Regions from separate parts of the Mus musculus genome. Here region 2 is linked to region 1. Evidence: chromatin contacts called from public Hi-C data. All regions are on one chromosome and are shown on one strand. The core of a region is the stretch at or near the end of the contact, and the rest is flanking DNA. Distances in the headings are between cores, read along the strand shown.

The links. A called contact is a pair of places that touch in the nucleus more often than the background predicts.
Region 2: a contact with region 1 is called in a Hi-C map of bone marrow-derived macrophages, with 2.2 times the contacts expected there. The contact joins two enhancer-like sites. A contact is called at or near these places in 3 of 484 Hi-C or Micro-C datasets (B cells, bone marrow-derived macrophages and stem cell-derived neural stem cells), 1 of 115 datasets of contacts at active chromatin or transcription factors (astrocytes) and 1 of 9 other capture datasets (embryonic stem cells).

The regions. Positions count from the first base shown.
Region 1 is chr2:166,106,715-166,110,386 of GRCm38.p6, reverse strand. All of the region lies in intron 3 of Sulf2 (sulfatase 2), which reads left to right. Among named protein-coding and RNA genes, the nearest start is that of Gm52534, 12 kb to the left of the region's middle. Within about 2 kb of position 1,861, at least 11 of the 459 cell types and tissues checked have an H3K27ac peak or open chromatin away from gene starts, as enhancers often do. A contact at or near this core is called in bone marrow-derived macrophages, where this site is marked.
Region 2 is chr2:166,825,676-166,829,306 of GRCm38.p6, reverse strand. It overlaps Arfgef2 (ADP-ribosylation factor guanine nucleotide-exchange factor 2 (brefeldin A-inhibited)), which reads right to left. Exons shown (of 39, transcript NM_001085495.2): 2 at 2,350-2,380; 3 at 1,642-1,765. Among named protein-coding and RNA genes, the nearest start is that of Arfgef2, 22 kb to the right of the region's middle. Within about 2 kb of position 2,271, at least 45 of the 459 cell types and tissues checked have an H3K27ac peak or open chromatin away from gene starts, as enhancers often do. A contact at or near this core is called in bone marrow-derived macrophages, where this site is marked.

The sequences.
Region 1 (3,672 bases), core at 612-3,111:
TCTCAACCTATACATGGGTTGGGAGACCCTCTGATCTAAAACAAAATGGCTCCGGTAGTTAGGAGCGGTTGACACTCTTGCAAAGGGACTGGCTTTGGGTCTCAGCACTCACCGGGTGGCTCATAATCCCCTGTGACTCCAGTTCCAGAGAATCCAGGGCCCTCTCTGGCTCCATGTGCACCAAGCATCCATGCAGTGCACGTCTATACATATAGATCACAGATGCACATAAAATTAATCTTTTTTTAAGTCCCCAAATCTCCTTAAGCCCTTAGTCTCTAGCCTTTCAATGCTTTTAAGATTTACATAAGTGAGTCACCCAGGCCCTCGCTCTAACATTACTTGTGACTGTGAGCTGGGACGCTTCCCTGATGCTCAGTTTCCCTTCTCTACAGCAGTGTTACGATGTGGATAAGTTGCCCAGTGCCCATAATATGCATCACCCCAAGGACGGTGTGACCAGGTCCCACAAATTCATGCAGTGAAAGTCCTTGGGAGGGAGAGGAAGCGTGGGGGCTGGGAGACCGTTCTGTCTGCAGAGCCATCAATAAACGAGGAGTTTCTTCCCCGGGACCCACAGAAAAGGCCAGGCATGGCAGCTACTGCCTCTCACGAGCCCTGGAGAGACAGAGACAAGAGAGTCCTTGGGAATCACTAGCCGGCCAGCCTAGCCAGTTGGGGGGCTTCCGGTTCAGTAAGAGATGGCTTGAACACTAAGGTAGAGAGGCAAGCAAGATGCCTCAGCAGGTAAAGGTGCTTGCCGCCAAGCCTGATGAGATGGGCTGCAGAACCCACCCAGTAGAAAGAGAGAACCAACTCCTGCAAGTTGTCCTCTGGTCTCCACACATATGCTGCACCCACGCACCCCCACAAACACACACACATACACACACACAGATAAATAAATATATATTTTTAAAAAGTTACCAACTGTTGGAGAGGGGGGCTGGATGATTGAGGAAGATACTGGATATTCCTCCACACTCCCATGTACAAGTATCCTTACATACATGTACATACATGAATACATATGTATGCATGCACACGCCACACACAAATAAGGAAAAGTGGAGTAAGCATAGGTGTGTGTCCTCAGTCCCCTGAGGATGAGGTATGGGGGTGGGGAGGTCCAGGTGTCCGTCTGATCCCTGACTGTCCCTCAGCCTCGCTCAGCCACACACAGGTTCCCGAGAACTGCAGAGACCCAGAGCCACAACCCAGGAGCTTAAAGCAGGAGGTGCTTCTCCTCTGACATCCCAAATCGGCTGTCCCCAGGGGACTTCTGTTCCAGCCTCCTCAGCTCTCCATATCCCAGGCTCCCCAGGCTCTGCCTCTCTCTCCTCGTGGCTCTCAGATCCAGGCATCTGTGTCCAGATTTCCCCGTTGACAGCACTGGCCTGCAGTTCCCCCTGACCCGATCGATGTAAGCTTCTTTTAACTTCTTTTAACTTGATCACAGAAGCTAGGGCTCAGATAAGGTCACACACTGTGCAGGTACCAGGATCAGAGTGGGTATCTGGAGAGTCACGATATGGCTCATGTGTTCAACCCCCCACCTGTCACTGTCCTCCCTTCCAGAGCCACCCTCAGGCCTGACTTCAGTAGACATGGGACAGAAGAAAGGCTTCAGTGCCCAAAACCTCATGTTTTGTTTGATGTTTGAAACAAGGTCTTCTTAGGTAACCAGGCGGCCCTTGAACTTGCAATGCCCCTGCTAGTACCTCCCCAGTGCTGGGACCACAGCTCCATGCCTGCCTACTGGGTTTTAACTCTGCAAACAGGAGGCTAACTCACACCAACTCATGGGAGGGAGGGCCTCTTAGGCTTCAGACCACTTAATTGCAAGCCTTTTTCTCAAGGAAGCACAGCGCCCCCTATGGGCCAAATCCATGAACACAGTGATACAGGATGCTGGCTGTATCCTGAATGAAGCAAGGGACTTTGGTGGACGCTCTGCAGTCCACATGCCTTCTACACTACCCTCCAAGTCATTCGTGTGTGGGGGGATTATTTTATGCTTATTGTTCTGAGTATTGAATCTGAGTCTATTTTCTATATAAATAAGGAAGGGGTTTTTTTTGTTGTTGTTGTGGGTGGTGGTTGGTTGGTTTTAGGTTTTTGGCAGTTATAAATGTGCTCAGTTTCCTAGCATTAGATCTGACAGGAAAGCTGTTATAATTGAATGTGAAACTTTTCCAAGAGATTCCTTATTTCTGAAAATTCTGTCCCTGATGGCAGGGGCAACCAGTATTTGAATTGCAAATACCAAGCGCCCACCAGCCTGCGCTGGGAACCAGCAGCCTCCCAGGGAATCTGTCTCCTTGCTGGCACCTGACTGCCACCTCATGTCTCCTTGACGGATGTGCCAGAGACGTTTCCGGTTGAAGCCTCCCTTTGTTATAAATCTCCCAGCTTTTATTTTTCTTGAAGATTGCTGTTCTAATGTTCTTTCAACTTTGGGAGATGACTGGCATAGGAAATTATTTTTCGACTGTGAATTCCTTTTGGGAGGAAATACGGCAAACTCATTATTATAGGAAAGGGCCATTGGTGAGATACCTCTGAGAGCAGCTCCGAGGGGTCTGATATGTCACGCTCCCTGAGGTAATGGGAATTTCCTATAGTTGATGGATCCTCCAGTCCTGCTGTAAAGGCTGCTGTGGATTGTCTGCCCCTCTGCCCCACCCTTCTGCACGTCTGCAGTTGAGAGGGCAGAGGGCTGGGAAGATGGCTTAGTGGGGAAGCCAACAAGGACCAGGCCCGATCCCCAGCATCCTGGTAAAAGGCGGGGTACGAATGCCCATCTGTAACCCAGTCTCCAAAGAAGATGAAATCCCTGGAACAAGCTGGTAGAACTGGTGAAGTCGGGGTTCATGTGGGAGACCCTACCTCAGCATATAAGGTGGAGAATAATCCAAAAAGATATCTGACATTAGCCTATGCTAATGCTCACACACACACACACACACACACACACACACACACACCAAAGGGATGCACACACACACACAGCCCACACCACACACACTCACCACACACACACACACACACACACACACAGGAATGCACACACATACACATATACTCCATACCACACACACACACACCACCACACACAGACACTACACTACACACACACACTACCCCACGCCTGCACAATACACCACATACACACATAATACCACACACAAACACCACAGGCATACATACACACATTAAAAGGAAAGGGCCAACAGTATAGCTCAGTCGGGAGAGCACTCGCCCAGCACACAGGAAGCCATGGGTTTAATCCACATCACTTCATAAAGGTGTGGGGGTGCACACCTATAATCCAAGCATTGGAAAGCTGAGGCAGGTTTGAGAGTTCAAGGCCAGTTTGTCCTGATAGTGAATCAACAGGCCATAGAGCCTCTCCCTGATGCTAGCTAGCCTCCCTCCCAGCTAACGAGGTTTTCTGGAAATGAATGGACTCTGTCATTTGCTACAGCTGCCTGAGTCTGGCAGGGGAGGCTGAAGCCTGCATTCAGTTAGAAACTCAAGCAACCCCCTCCAGGTCCCCTGCACCCACTGCCCAGCCTTGGCCTGATGCCCTGGGGTCCTCTGCAACCCAAGCTCTCTCCATAGCAACAGTCCCACTCGGAACAAGCAGGTAGGAAAAAGGAGCCTAGAAAG
Region 2 (3,631 bases), core at 1,022-3,521, 720 kb before region 1:
ACAGCATCAAGTACTTTAGGATGAAGTAAGACTCTGCCTGCCATTTGAGAACTCCTGGCTCATTAGAAGCTTCGCATAGGACATGTACAGAATTATCTGGAATGAGAGAAATAATTTTCATTTGAAAGAACTGCTTCTGTGGAAAAAAAAACTGTCACCAACTCTAAATTGTGTTGAAAAAAAGAAGATAATGGAGTAACGATTAGACCCAGGATGCCACTTTGCAGTTCTATGGTGTGGCACATAGAACCAATAGATGACAACAGGCTCAGTGGTTAAGAGCACTGACTGTTCTTCCAGGGGTCCTGAGTTCAATTCCCAGCAACCACATGGTGGCTCACAACCATCTGTAATAGTATCCGATGTGTGCCTGAAGACAAGCTACAGTGTACTCATATACATAAAATAAATAAATCTTTAAAAAAAATAAAAAGAAATGCAAATCTGCAGGAGGCTTCGAGGACCTTGTTTCACAACTCTCTAAGCAACCCTAACAGAGTCATCTGCTCCCTGTTCCTGTTCCAGGAGTTGCTGGTAACTTCAATAACATCCAAAACTTCTTCCACTGACGGATGGGACGGCGCTAAGGTAAAGAAACTTGGAGCTGTCTAGAGGAAAAAAATGACGGCTTGGGAACTAAGGCTCCTGGGCTGCCCTGTGTCTTACAACTGTAGCACAGGCTCCCATCTCTACTCCTAGGCCTTCAGCACTTAGAGAGCTTTAGTGAGGAAGCTCCAACCACAGCCAAGCCGCATCGTTTGCAGACTGTTGGCCTCGAGTGTTCTCACTCACTCGCTCGCTCACTCACTTGCACACCCACTCGCCCGCTCGCTCAGAAGCATTTGAACGCCCCAGTCAGAACTGCGGTTACTTGTAGAAATGCACAGAACAGTGAGACCCTGAATCACAGCTGAGCTGGACGAGGAGACACAGCTCTCTTTCAGATTTTCTTCCACATTCAAGTGTTCTTTTTCTGTGATGTTTTTGCTGTGTGACTTCCACAGTTTTATCCTCTATGCTCTTTAAAACACCTCCCTAGTGTGTGAGAGGGTGCTTCCTAGAGCTAAGGAGCAAGGAGGCCGGGACTGCCTTACAAGAAACTGCAGGTATTAAATAAACTTGCACGTTATTAAAGCTGCTGGCTGTAAACTCAATGTTGATGAGCCAATGGTGCTTATTAAGGTGTCTCTAAACAGAAACGCACAGAGAATGAACTTATACACTGATCAGCTAGTCCAAAATGGAGAACTGGGAACCCAAGCCCGCACTTCCTGGGGCTGGTTAGTTCACGTTCATAGTGACTGTAGATCAGAACTGCCACAAATAATCAGATGTGGCTGTACCTGTTTCTACACCTGAGAGAACACATTAACACCATCAACGATGAGGCTGGGAGCATGTCATGTCATGTATCACATATATCAAACACAGTCAACCTACAACTGACTACAGTTTCCCCACTGGGGAAATGTGACTGTAGCTAAGGAGCACAGGCCCCTGGCCACCAGGACATCATCACACGGGAAGCTGTGGGCTGCTCCTGCACCACCTCCTGGGGCATTCTCAGTGCCAGAGCAGCACTGCTGTGGGTAATGGAGTGCTCACACCAAGGACCCCTCACACTGAGCTTAAACGTGGTACCTGCAAGCAGTCCAGGGATGTGCTGACCACCCGAGGTGACTTGGATTGGCAGGCCAGCTCGAATGGAAGGAAATACTTGTCAGCTTCAATGAAGTTTGCCTTTGGTGGAGCCGCAGCGCCAAGCCTAGGGAAAGCAGGAAAGGGGAAAGAGGTAGAATGAGGGAAAAAAGCTTGCTTCTCTCCATCTTACTGGACGCTCCCACGGTGACTGTAAGCACTTGGTTAAAAGTGCTAAAAGCGCTCGCTCTCCTGGAACTGTGGTTACAAGCTGAGTGCATGTAACTTGAGGAAGAAACCACCAGGATGTCATATGCAGAAAGCATGAGCCTTGTGAGTGGACTCACTGGCACTGGTCAGAATCTGCTGCATCCATGCTAGAGCCATGGTTCTGAGCTGTGACTGCTGGCTCCCATTAAGATAAGGAGCTAGGACTGCCAGAGCAAGCTACAGCTTGCCACAAGACAAGGCTTCTGCCTCCTTCTCAAGAGAAGGTATAAAGGCATCGACTTGGCCTTCTTTAACCACCCCTTCAAGCACATGTGTAGCACTGAGCCAGGCACCTGCCCAGCCCGGGAGCCCTGCTGTGTGAGCACTGTGCCAGTAGAGTATGTGCTGCCCCTTTAAATATGACCGTAAGCACACATGGAAAGGGGTTCCCATGGCCACCACCTGCTGCACCCCCAAAAAGGAGGAAGCACAGCTGCTTACCTCTGCTTTTCTAGTTCTGCTTTAATTTCATCTGGTGGAAGAAGAAAAAGCACATTAGGAGAACGCAACACTTACAGAAGAGTTGTTTGCTACAAGGTGTCTAGAAACCATTGAAAGGAATATTATAAGATTGTGGAACACTCAGATTTTGATATAACGTGAAGCAAAAACTTATCACAGCAGTAATGCTGGTGGCCCATGGGAGTCACTGTGCTAGCATGCATGTAAGTTCATGGTGCCTTCACTTATGCCCATGGGACCCTGTGGGTGGACACTACTGTTCCCTCTCACCACTGACAAGCTGCAGCCATCCTGTGCGCCTCTAGATGATAGAAGCATTTCCTGCCCCTGCAGTGTTATGTTGTGCTTTTTGATAAGGTCTCATTATGTAGCCAAGGCTAACTGGAAACTCGAGATCCTCCTGCCTCAGCCTGTAAAGTGCTGCCGGGAGGTACCAGCATGCTCTCCTGTAGTCTTGAATACCAAATGGTCCCTGAGCAAACACTCTCAGTGAGAAGAAAGATTTCAATGAGGAAACACAGGCATCATGAGAAAGGGGAATTTCTCCACACTACTCATTAAGAAATGGGGGAGCAAGAACCTGGACCTAGGTCTTGGCTCTGTGGTCTATGCTCTACCTTCTCTTCGTACCAGGTGTATGTAAAAATAGTTAACACAAGCCATCAACTACGCAAAACCATACACAGGAGACTGGAGACCGCTTAAGAAAATACTGAAACTAGTTAGGCAAATGTTGGAAGTTACTAAATAGTGGAGTGGAGAGGCTTGGTTCTTTTTAATTACACTTCGTTAGTTAGCTGGGGAAGGGGCATCAGTGAGGACCAGAGAGCAGCTGTCATCATCAGTTCCTGCTTCTACCTGCAGGTCCCAGGTATTGAACTCAGGTCGGCAGGCTTGACAGCAAGCACCTTCACCTATTAAGTCATTGCCCTGGCCCCTGTTGGTTTTTTCAAATTTTTTCTTTTTCTTTTATGTTTATGGGCATTTGGCTGTATCTATATCTGTGCACATGTGTGCTTGATGCCCAAACTCCACTGCAACTGAAGTTATAGACAGCTCCGAGCCTCACTGTGGGTGCTGAGAATCAAACCCAGGTCCTTTAGAAGAGCATTCAGAGCTCTAAGCTGCTGAGGTATCTTTCCAGCCCCTTCATTTTTTCCACATTTTTCAATGACCTAAACACTTTTGAGGTCAGGGCCATTGAAACAAGAGAGTACCTTATCTAAATACTCTTGACCCAACCCACCAATCTATTCCTAGT